Regions from separate parts of the Sus scrofa genome. Here region 1 is linked to region 2. A link is a contact called in public Hi-C data. All regions are on one chromosome and are shown on one strand. The core of a region is the stretch at or near the end of the contact, and the rest is flanking DNA. Distances in the headings are between cores, read along the strand shown. Region 1 holds the start of FRMD6 (FERM domain-containing protein 6). Region 2 overlaps LOC102162767 (a long non-coding RNA gene).

Region 1 (6,056 bases), core at 1,096-3,595, 200 kb before region 2:
CATGGGAGAGAAACAAAAAAAGATTTCCTGTCCCTTAAAATGTCTGGAGCCCCCCAAGAACGGCTGATTTCTGTGGTCCATCAGTGTCAGATCTCAGGCAATCATACAAGCAATTCGGGGGGGAGGGGAGAAGGATTAGTTCATATTACAGCCGGTCTGCTTTCTGGAAAAGATATCCTACAGATAGGAGATATCCCCTGGGGGACCCTTCTCATCTAATAATCCCAGAAGTCCATTTTAATATGAAATACAAATCCAATATATTTACGAACATCCTGAAAGAGCATTCAAATGTCAGCTGTCTCATACTGTGGAGTATTTTCATTTTTCACCTAATACTTTTATTTCTCAAAACCACATCCATGGAAAATGATTAAATGCTCGAAGTTTTATACTACAAAGGACAGCAGCACAGGCATCTGTTTTCCTGCCTCTCTTCTGTTCTTCTCCCCTCCCCCACTCCTACAGGCGGTTTGTAGGTCTTGGTGGTTGTTAAAATTACTTTCTACAAGTCTCCTACTGCTATAGATTCCAAAAAACTTCTGGTCCTTTAACATTGCTGGCCCTAAATTTATGCTCTGCTCTGAAAAGAGAAATCCAAAAGTCAAAAGCCTATTTAATGACAGATGTATTACGGAAAATTTTCCCCACGAAGTTTTGATGCTGTGAAGTATCAACTCCCTAAAATCACAGAAAGGAAATGACTTACATTCTTGCAAAATGAAGCCACTAGCAGCTTTCTCCAACAGTATTCTCTAATTCCCAAACTACACCCTGTGGCAACGCGGAGTATTTCGTGCAACAACTAAATTTAAATAGATGCTTATAAAAGCAATAAACAAACAGCATCAGGGCCCACAGAAGAATAGACAGAATCCTACACGGGAAATCTAGCAAGAGATACTTTTTGTCCACAGTCAAGAAGGTTGGAGAGCACAGGCTTGAAGTCAAAAGCAACCGACAACACTTGCTGAAGTTTTCCTTCCCCGCTGAGGGCAATGCACAACTCCTAGGGGAGATACTGGCAAAACAGATTTTTGCTGAGAAATGCAAAAGAAAAGAGTGTCAAGGAGCTAATATTTCTTTGGACACTAGCTACGCAAGTGCACGGCCTGAAAACCTGCCAACTTTCATTGCAACTTTAAAATATGCTTATTTTGACAGCTTTCCATTTCTTCCTGCCTTCAAGAAAACGCCCTCACCAGTAGGTTATACTGTCCCGGTAGTCGAGGTGCTGCTCTAAGCCCTGTGGACCTCACCCGGGTGGCCCTCAACTGTCCATTCCTGACAAGTCCTGGCCCCTCCCCGAGCAGAGGCTGGGGGTCTCCATGGCCCGGGGTCCGGCCTGCGCGTCGCCAGCTCCTCCCCGAACACAAATTCTGCAGGCCGCACCCCCGACTCCTAACCCACCGAGGCCTCCTTCCGGCGTCCCCAAGCCCGAGCTCAGTTTCTGGTTCCCCCGACTAGGCACTCACGGGGACGGTGGGACAAGACGCGGCGCTCGGGTCCCTTTCCGCAGCCGGGCTAACCCGGCCGGCGCGCGCACAACAGGCGGTACCGCGCGGCACCCAAGAATTCGCGGCTCAGGGGCTACACCCGAAGCCTGGGCACAGCGACGGGACGCGACGGGCAGGCGCCCCCAACACAGGGCGCCGGCGACCACCGAGCGCGGGCACTGAGCCCGGGGGCACAGCCCGCAGCCCCAGCTGGCCTCCCGCCCTCGCCGCAGAGCCGGCCCCGGAGCTCCGCGCCTCCCTCGCTGGCCGGCTCGGCTGCCCCGGGGCCCCGTCCTCCCACCCCGGCGTAGGCGAGCTCCGACTCGCAGAGAAGCTACCTTCCCGCCCGGTGCCCGACGCCCGGAGCGAGGGAACGCGGAGAAGGCGAAGAAAGACGCAGAGAAGGGGACACTGCCTGGGCTGCGGCTCGCGACTTTCAGAAACCCTCCCGAAGCCCGGTCCAGCCGCCGCCGCCGCCACCCGGCCGGCAGGGGGCACAGTGAGCGGCCGGGGCGCGGTGGCCCGGCTAGGGGGCGGTTTGGGGGAACCCCAGGGGCCGGGTTCCCGCTCGTACCTCGGAGAAAGTCCGGAGCACCAGGTGTCGGACTCCCGTCAGCTCTCCGTGCCTTCCTGCCGGTGCCGCGCCTGCCCCACTGTTCTCAGCCCCTCGGTCAGGGTAGCCGGACTAGCGCTCCACATCCGCCCCGCCCCACGCCCACGCCTCTCGCCCCGCCCCCGCCCACGCCTCTCGCCCCGCCCCCTGAGGCTCCTCCCCCCTCCGCCCTGAGGTAGCGGGGGCGGTGGCAGAGCCGCTGAAGCCCAGCACCCAGCTCCTAGCCGCACGTGGAGCTCCTGCAGGCCCCGCCCCGGGCCCAACCAAGCGTCCAGCGGAGGGGTGCAGCGAGTCCCGGGCGGGAGAAAGCTGAGCATACCACGCCTCCGGGTCCTGCACAAGGATGCTGTATTAGAACCGCGGCGATCTAAGTCTTTCCCTCACCACGGAAACAGTGGCGCAAGGGGACACTGTCAGCTCTCCCACTTTCTGGCCTAATGGCCTTTCTTCCGTCCATCCCCCGCTCCCGGGTATCGCTCCCACCAAAGCTCAGTCGCGCTGGCTGGGGGTGGCTGTTTGGCCTGAGCTTTATTTTACTAATTCAGAATGACTGTGGGGAGGCCGTTGAGAGAGGAGGCGGTACCTGCGGAGGAGGCTTCGTGATTCCTTGCTTCCCTCCGGTCCTGCACCCACCTGCCCACCCACCACTCGGGTCGCCGCTGCTTCGCGGGTTTTATACTGGATGGAGGGGGCGCCGCAGAGGAAGCCAAGTCGCCTCCGCTAACTCTCTCTTGCCAGTTCTTCAGGTAGACGCAGCCTCTATCCGCTGTGGTTTTAGTGTCAGTGGCCCCTTAGAAATTATATTTGCCCGCTCTTTCTCGATGGTTGCCAAGGCAAGTGATGCAGAGGGCCAGTGGAAGATATTTTTATGGCACTAAGACCCAAAATCAGGAGGTTTCTTTACCACTTTTAGTTGTTGGATCTAGGGAAGGGCTAAGCATCCACTGGGACCAGCCTCCACGTGGCCTTCAGGCCCGAGACCTCCAATCTCCTAGGTCTTCTGTGGACTCCTGACCCCTGGCCAGGAGCTACAGTAGTGCTCCCAAAGGGCCCCTCACTAAAGGATGTGTCTGGACATGACAAGGAGACAAGAAGAAGGCAGAGGACCTGAGAAAGGACACTATCCCAAATCAGAAGCCAACTTTAAAATTGCCCTGCTCTTTTGATCAACCATAAATATGTAAAGCTGGCTGTTATTGGTTGAAGGCACGTTTGTGTGCCTTGTTTGCATGGCAAAAGAAATTCCGTTTGTTCATCGCGACTAAAGTTTGTAATGGTTGTTTCATTCAGCTTTTACATTCTGTGAACTGTGACATTAAAACTGAGCATTGAGAATATACCTTCGGAGCTTCTTTTTTTTTTTTTGTCTTTTTGCTATTTCTTGGGCTGCTCCCGTGGCATATGGAGGTTCCCAGGCTAGGGGTCTAATCGGAGCTGTAGCCACCGGCCCAGGCCAGAGCCACAGCAACGCGGGATCCGAGCCGTGTCTGCAACCAACACCACAGCTCACGGTAACGCCGGATCGTTAACCCACTGAGCAAGAGCAGGGACCGAACCCGCAACCTCATGGTTCCTAGTCGGATTCGTTAACCACTGCGCCACGACGGGAACTCCTTTTTTTTTTTTTTTTTTTTTTTTTTTTTTTTTTTTTTTTATGCGGAGCTTCTTTTTCTTGGTCTTGCTTACAGCATATGGTAGTTCCTGGGCCAGGGATCAAACAGGGGCCACAGCAGTGACCCAAGCCGCTGCAGTGACCACAGGGGATCCTTAATCCCCTGAGCCATGAGAGAACTTTCTCCACCCCACCCCCCAGCTTATTTCTGATAAAGCAGAGCAGCTTTTAAGGATGTTGCACTCATGAAGTTATGACTCCATTATAAGACAAGAATTGTGTTCCAATGACTGCCTTTTAAATTAGCTATATTTAACTACTAGACTAACTTAAAAATTTGTTTATTACAATGTTAGCATTTAAAAGTGGAGAATTACACTTTTCCTCTTAACATGCATTCACAAACAGTGCATATTGAACAGTAGTTGGTAAGGTCTTAATTTTATATCTAATGAGATAATCTATTTTTTCATATGTGAAGATAAATGAGACAAGTGAGGAATATATTACTATCTTGGAAAACAGTTCCTAAATCTGATTTCTTTTCAGGTTTCATGCTTAAACATCTAGCAGATAAAAACAACATATTGTTAGATTGTAAAACACTGTTGCAATATAAAATGATTAGGTAACCCAAGGAGCAAAATAATATTAAACCACTTTTTAAAATCATGTGTTTAAGATTGGATTGTCTAAAATTTGATTATAGCAAAATTTACTATATGAATATTTTTCGAATCATGATTATGTTAACAGTATGAATACCATGATAAACATAACCTCTTATGTGGTACATTTTTGTAAACTAAGTACTTTAAAACTCTTAAAATTGGTTTTATAAATCCCTGAAACATAAAATTTGGAAAGAACTGATTTGGAAAACAACACATAATCCATTCAAGATGGAAATGGAACTGAGAAAAGGTGGGTTATTTTACATGTTTCTTATCACAGGAAATTTTTTTCTGTGCTTATTACAATAAAGAGTGCAGTTTTGTAGGTAATCAAAGTTATATTTTTTGACTCTTTGATGCTGATATTTACATTTATTTTCACTGGTATGATGGGAAATTTTCCTAAATATGGGACATTGCCCATCAAGTGAAACATCATCTAAAACACATCTTAAACTAATACGGTCTCCATAGCATTTACATATTAACATAACACTATATTTTTGCTTTAATTTTATTAGGAAGAAGTTACTCATTCCATGAATTTATTGAGAATTCCCATACACCAAGTATGGGGTTAGACACACAGGGTTAGACACCAGGATTCAAATGTAAAATCATTCCTGAATCTTACAGTAATTTGAGGGAACATGTGAGCAAGTACACTGTTACTATATACTTTAATGCTTACTATGGTAGAGATATTCAGGAGGAATAATGAGAAGGCCTAGAATCTTCATAAAAGACGTCAGACATACCCTGTCAACTGAGAAAGGGAGGATGAACAAAAGTTGGGGTACAAATTGGTTGAGGTGTTTGTTCTCAAGCTTGGCAGCACATTGTAACCACCTGTAACCACCTTTCAAAACCTACTGATGCCTGTGTCACAGACATGTGATTTAACTGGTCTGGGATGTGGCCTGGGCTTAGGAATATTTTCAAGATCCCCAGATTATTCTAAATGGAGACACATGTGGGAGCCATGGGCTATGCTATCTCAGGAAGAAGGGAGCACAGAGTGAGCAGGTGCGTGGAGGCATGGTTTTAAAGGACGATAACCATAGATTCATTTTGTAACTGAAGAGGCCTAAACTTTGATGGGTGATAGTTACACATTTTGGTGTAAGTAACACAATTATATAGAAAATGAAGGAGATGCGAATGGCTGTAAGTTACATTCCTTTACAAGTATTTTTCCAAACACGAGAATAGTACATTGAGAAGGTCAGTTCAGAAGATTAGAAAAAAAAATAGTTTTTTTCATCTTTGATTTATAATTCAAGGATTATTTGGGACTTAGAGTGTGTTTTAATGCTGAAATATAAATTCTAGTCAGAGGGGGAAGTCAGTAATTTGACATATAGCTTTTAAAGAATAATTTTCCCAAATTAAATATTGTTCATCATTCTGTCTGAAGGTCGTAATAAAGAAATTAGGTTCTTTTTCTTTTCGTTAATCACTGAAGTTCGTTGAAAAAGTAAAACAAAATGCATTTTAGAACAAAATAAATTTAAGTAAGTCCTATTCTAAGGCCTTAAATGTCCCTTTAGGAAATGTGTATTACTTTGAAAAACAAAATAATCACAGGTGGGAACTTAAATAGTGCAGTGATGTAGTCGTGGTTTTCACTGACTAAAACTTAGTTTTTAAAACTTAAAGTG
Region 2 (6,511 bases), core at 2,838-5,337:
CCTCAGTTCATTTTTTTTTTTTTTTGGAATCAGTGAAGCTTTCTGTACATTTATATCCAAATCTGTGGGCCCCCTGGAAACTGACTTTCTTTGATAAAGGCAGTCCGTGAGTCGCTATGCTGCTGCTCAGAGTGAAACAGACAGCATAATGGACATCCCTCTTGGCAGAAAGTGCCCCTCCCTGCCAGGAATGAGGTCCCCACCACAAGTCCTCAGCATCAAGACAGGTGAGATTAGCAGAGGCCCAGCAGGTGAGGAAGAGCAGGATGGGCTGGAAATCCAGAATGCAGTCAGCAGGCTGAGAAGCTGAGAGTAGGTGGGAGGCCAAGGAGATGGGAAGGACCCCATGGCGAGGGAATGAAGTACCAGGTGCCCTAAGGCAGAGGATCTGGGGCAGAGTCAGGAGTGAAATAAAGAGGGAAAGACAGGACAAACTGGCTGAATCAAGGCAGCAAGAGGCCAGAGTGCAGGGGGTCAGGCTACCTGGGTCACATCCCATGACTTGAAGAGCCTGGGGAGGCAGGAGGTTCTAGGTCTGAAGTCAGGGGTGGGTCTGCCCTGCTTGCCCTCTGCCCCTGAGACCAGCTTACAGCAGGTCAGCCAACACTGGGGGAAGGATGAAAGGGATGGAGGAAGTTCGGGAAACCAAGCCAGAGAGTCTGGTTATTTAGGGGCTATGATCAAAAAGTCAGATAACAGCAAAAATGGCAGGAAAGTGAGTCAAGATCCCTGGTAAACAGCACATACTCCTCCCCAGAGTTAGAAAAGTGGGATGCAAATTCACAGTCAAAGGTGGGAAGGAGGCCACAGGACAGGAAGAGAGTCTGGAGGAGGTAGAGGGAGAACAAGAATAATTTTTTATTTTTACTAATTGTCTGCAGAAGTCTCCTTTTTCTACCACCTATTTCACAAAACAGTTAAGACACTTTTGATTAAAAATATATATATACACATTGTTGTTAAGTGCATCACATTAGTAGTAGCATTATTCCACGTCAGGCTGGCCTCAGAGCTTATCTCGAAATGGCTTATGCAATCTACTAATATTCCCATAGGATGATGAGCTGGGCTGAAACACCCACCCAGAGTCTCCACAAATCCAGGGCTTCCAAAGACTTTCTATCAAGGAACTGCCTTCCTCCTGCTTAGCTCACACATCTGCAGGTAAGCCTGACCATTACACACGTTTCCTGCTGTACTAGAAAGTGACCAGGTCCAAGACCACTCCTGAATTCTGAGCCCTAATCTTCCCCCTTGAAGATGAAGAGTCTATGGATCCTGAACATGACCTTTCACATTTTTGCACTGACCTGGCTCTGAGAAGGAGGTCTGCTTCCTTGCCCTTGCCCTTGGAGAGCTCAGATTCCTCTCTCTCTCCCTTTACAGTCCCACACCCCCTTCCCCACCAGGATTCCCAGACCTTTACTTTTCCTCTAACTCCCCTAAATCTTGGGCATTTTAATGCTGAGCTTACCAATTCTTGAAGCTGTTCCCTAGGCCAGGGTTCTCTGTGCCTGGACATCACCTCAAGTCACCAGACCTTATTTAAAGAAGTTAAATGACTCATCCAAGATTATACAGATGGGTAGAGGGCAAAACTCAGAGCTTGAAAGGCTGATATAGAGTCAGGCAGAGATTAGCACTCAGTTGATAAATATACATTTGAGAAAATTTAAAGAGTCCAACAAATATAAACCTATAAAACTTATAAAATACAGTATAAAAGTCAAAGAAGGGAGTTCCTGCTGTGGTGCAGTTGGTTAAAAATCCACTGCAGTGGCTCAGGTTGCTGCAGAGGTGTGGGTTTAATCCCCGGCCCGGCCACAGTGAGTTAAAGTATCAGGTGTTAGTTACCACAGCTGTGGTGTAGGTTGCAGCTTTGGTTCAGATTCAGTCCGTAGCCCAGGAACTTCCATACACTAAAGGTGTGATCATTAAAAAGAGAGAAAGATATCAAGGAAGTTATGAGTTGTAAAAATTTAGTTCAGAGCAGCTTCCATTGTGGCTTGGTGGTAATGAACCTGACTAGTATCCATGAGGATGTGGGTTTGATCCCTGGCCTCACTCAGTGGGTTAAGGACCCGGTATTGCCATGAGATATGGTGAAGGTTGGAGACACAGCTCGGATCTGGCATTGCTGTAGCTGTGGCATAGGCCAGCAGCTGCAGCTCCCACTGGACCCCTAACCTTGGAACTTTCATATGCTGTGGATGTGGCCCTAAAAAGCAAACATAGATAGATGATTGATAGATAGATAGTTAGATAGATAGATAGATAGATAGATAGATAGATAGATAGATAGATAGATAGAAAGAAAGAAAGAAAGAAAGAAAGAAAGAAAGGAAGAAAGAAAGAAAGAAGGAAAGAAAGAGAGAGAAAAATTTAGCTCAGGATATTACCTCAATGACCAGAGCAGCCATAATATGATTATTGAAAGATCAAAAATGGTGCCTTAAAAAGGCACTTCTTTGGGAACATGAAGAAGGAGCTAGAACAGTATTGCTCCAACTGTGTTGTATGGGAGACTATATTCTTGGGCTGTGAATAGGTGTGTCTTGACTAAGTGCTCCCATCATCAGGTGAGCTTAGGATGCAGACTCCATCTGCCCATTGGCAGTGCCAATGCATCTAAACATATTTCAAGTCCTAAGAAGTTGTACAGTAAAGAAGCCCATTACTTTTGATTTATCCTAATCTTTCCTAAACTTACTTGATTATGACTCTCTTTTTCTAGAGAATACCTCTTTGTTCTGAGAACACAGTTTGTGAAATTCTAAGCCAGATTTAGTAGGTTTAACTCCCAATTTTTAGACCAGTTTTTTATTTTATTGAATTTAAGTACAGTTAATGTAAACTACGACCTTTAGAATGGATAAGCAATGAGGTTCTACTGTAAAGCCCAGAGAACTATATCCAATCTCTTGGGACAGAACATAATGGAAGATAGTCTGAGAAAAAGAATGTGTAACTCCTGATTTTTAATTCAATTATTAGCTAGAATGAAGCCACTGGGTTTATACAGTTCACTGGATGATCATAAGCCTCGTGTCATTACAGATTCTCTGATATGTGCCATGCACTGAGATGCACCCTCATTCAGTGCTTCACCCTCTCCCAAATTTCCAGGATTTAATAAAAGGATGGTAGAGAAGTCCCATCATTTCAAAATGCTTTCCTTTGAAATCAATCAGTCACAGCTTCAGCAGACTGGATTTCAGAGTGGGAGCTACAACTGCTCAATAAGAATTCAAATCCCAAAGCACACTTTTCTGGGGAGTTAAAACATCATAGGCCCATGACATTGAGGGCTGGAGTAGGCTCTGGAGGTTGCGAACCAGCGCCACTGTCTCATGACTCTGGTTAGCAGCTTCGGGAGGGTAGCCAGATGTCAAGGCCACAAGCTCCACAGAGGTAGAACTGGGATTGGAACACAGATCTTTTGGTGCCTCTGCCAGGATTTTCCTGTCCTGGAATTAACTGATCTTCTCCGAAAGGAAGGGCCTAGTCCTCTTCATTTTGAAAACCACGATGGAAAGATGAGAAGGAAATGTGCCAAAATGTGAACACTGCTTGACATAGTGGCAATTTTTCTTTAAATGCCTGAAGCCACAGCATATGGAAGTTCCCGGGCCAGGGATTGAATCTGAACCACATCTGTGACCTACGCCACAGGTGAGATAACACCAGATCCTTTAACCTACTACGTGGGGCCAGGGGATCAAACCAGTGCCTCTGCAGCAACCCCAGCTGCTGCAGTTGGATTCTTAACCCACTGTGCTACAGCGAGAACTCCAAGAGGCAATATTTTTGGTCTTAGTTCTATTTTTCTGATTGACCAAAATGTCTACAAAGGGCAATTATTGCTTTTATGGCAGAGAAAAATTTTAAAAATTAAAAAAAAAAAAAAGAGCAGCAGCAGAAGGTTAAGCCCATACCCTGAAAAGCATCATCCATGGGGCTTCTAGTCGTTGATCAGAATAAGCAGAACTAGTGAAATGCCATGGCATTTCCCTGTGTCAGGAGAGGCATCCAGCTGTGAGCAAAGATGACTCACTGGGGCAGCAAGGAGACCTCCCTGCTGGCTGCTGGCGGGGCACTGGCTCCTGCTGATGGCTTCATGCTGCTGTGGCTTCACCCACAGACTGGCAAGGAGCAGAGCCCTGCTTCATTGACTGCGGTAATTTCCTCTTAAAGTGTGTATCTCAAGATTAGCTTTGAATGGCTCCTCAATAATTTCTAAACTGAACCTAACTGAACACACGTTTAAATGGAAATTTTTTTTTTTTTTACTTTGCCTTTCTGTAGTTATGCATTGGCCTCCTACTCTAGTAAAAACTTCTCTTCAGCCCATGTCTGAAAACAATACTTTTATAGATTTAATCCCTATTTTAGAAAGTGGTAAATTATTTATGTGTGTGTGTGTGTGTCTCTCTTTTACTGCTGCTATAACAAAAATACCATGGATTGGGTAGCCTATAAACAACAGAAGTTTGTTCCTCATAGACCTGGAAATCTAAGATCATTCAAACAGACTTGGTGTCTGGTGAGGGCCCACTTCCTAGACAGCTATGTTTTTGCTGGGACCTTACATGAAGGAAGGAGCAAGGGAGTTCTCTGGTGTCTATTTCTATAAGGGCACTACTCCCATTCATAAGGAGCTCATCCTCATGACTTAAACACTCCCCAAAGGCTGCATCTCCTGATACCATCTCACCAGGCAGTAGGTTTCAACATATGAATTTTGGGCAGATACAAACATTCAGTCTATAGCAGTGTGCATACATGCTATTTCAATCTGAGTCAGATCCTTTAATGCCAAAGAGAATAAATGGATAATCCTCTCAATCAAATAGTGCGGTTAGTGTGGTTTTAGTCAGTTCTGCAACATCTTTTTATAGGGGTTCTCTAAAAATTGTCCACTGTGATCTGAAAATATTCTGAATCTCTAGATACTCATTCCATACTCATTCTTCTTAAAAGTAGTGGCTGAGGTACTTTTCCAATAGGTCCATCCTTTGCTTCAATATGTCTTCACTTCTTACTCTTTTCTCCGTGACACTAACCCTTCATCGTGGGCCTCTCCATTTCAGGCAGTCATTCCTCCTTTCCTTTAGCATCAGCTTAGCCTGCCCTCTCTCCCTCTCTCTCCCTCTCTCTCCTCTCTCTCCCTCTCCCTCTCTCTCGGCGTCCCAGAGTGTATCATGTCCTGTCTCCACTTTTTAAGGCCAGTATCTTCCTTTGCGCCTTTGAGTCCAACCCATATCACCCACGGGCCCTGATCCATTAACTACCTCTCCTGGCCACTTTATTAATTTTCCTCTTCTTACCAATTTCCCTCTCTCAGTTTATAAGCATGTTTAATTCTCATTCACCTTAAAGAATATAATTCCCCTTTGACCACACATGGTCTTCCACCTTCTGCTTCACTTCACTTGTCCCTCTTCCTCAAGTTTCTCAAGTCATTAGACTGTAGCCACTGTCTCCACTTTCTTAACTCACATCCACTCCCCTCCCTGGGAGCAACAGGGCTTCTACCCATCAAACCACTGTGGGAGTTTCCCTTAAGTTCACTGGTATAGAGGCACAGTCCTGTCTCCTCATGGTACTAGACATCTGTCTTGCCTTTGACCCTGATGTCTGCTCATCCCTTGAAAAACACTCTACTCACTTTGCTCCAAGAGTCCATGTTCAGTCTGTTCTCCCTGCACCCCCTGACTGAATCTCTTTTGTAGGTTTTTCTTTCTCCATGTGCCCCTTAGACATCAGGATTTTTGTGTTTCATTTTCCAGAGTTTCATTCTAGACCTACTTCTCTTTTTATTCTACAGGGACCCCCCCCCCCCTCATTGGGATGTCCAGTGGCACTTCAAATTCAGCATGCTCCAAATCAACTCATTATCTCCCCAACCTCCCAAACTTATATCTTCTACTATTCCCCCTGTTAGTTGGAGAACCATCACCAGAGTAGCAAATCATCACTATTTTCACTAACTATGGGGCTTCCTAGCATGTGGGACTCCCTGTATTAATAGGACAGTCCTAGGCAAACAGAGATGTAACCCTAACCACCATCCACTCATCATCGGGTCCAGAATCTGGGATTCATCTTTGGCTCTGTCCCCTTTTTTTTCTCCTTCAATCTCCGTGTCCTTCCAATTTAGTTTCCTAAACAGTTATCAAACCCCTACTTTCCTCTCCACCCCCAGCTCATACCCTATCTCTTGCCTGTTGTCATATCCTAGCTCCTAAATCTCTGATGCCACTCTTCTCCCTTAGATTCAGGCTTCACACAGATGCTGAAGAGAATTTTCAAACAGAAATCTCGCCATATCTCTGCCCTGCTTAAAACATTACACAGTCTCCCCATTGTTCTTGGGATAAAGCCCAAACAAGTTAACATGGAAAAGTCCTCTTTGGACCCTCCAGGCCCAGTCTCACATTGTGTCAGTCACTGAGCTATGTACGTATTTCCACAGTCCAGACTGCTCATCCCCAGCTCCAGCTGTGAATTC

Evidence for each region. Hi-C and Micro-C count contacts between places; a contact is called where the count stands out from the background.
Region 1: a contact with region 2 is called in a Hi-C map of embryonic fibroblasts, with 2.2 times the contacts expected there. The contact joins the promoter of FRMD6 here to the enhancer-like site in region 2. A contact is called at or near these places in 3 of 47 Hi-C or Micro-C datasets (embryonic fibroblasts and fibroblasts).

What each region holds. Positions count from the first base shown.
Region 1 is chr1:181,334,693-181,340,748 of Sscrofa11.1, reverse strand. It overlaps FRMD6 (FERM domain-containing protein 6), which reads right to left and starts at 2,345. Exons shown (of 14, transcript XM_021101841.1): 1 at 2,071-2,345.
Region 2 is chr1:181,137,392-181,143,902 of Sscrofa11.1, reverse strand. All of the region lies in intron 1 of LOC102162767 (a long non-coding RNA gene), which reads right to left. Among named protein-coding and RNA genes, the nearest start is that of FRMD6, 200 kb to the left of the region's middle. Within about 2 kb of position 4,087, at least 5 of the 83 cell types and tissues checked have an H3K27ac peak or open chromatin away from gene starts, as enhancers often do. A contact at or near this core is called in embryonic fibroblasts, where this site is marked.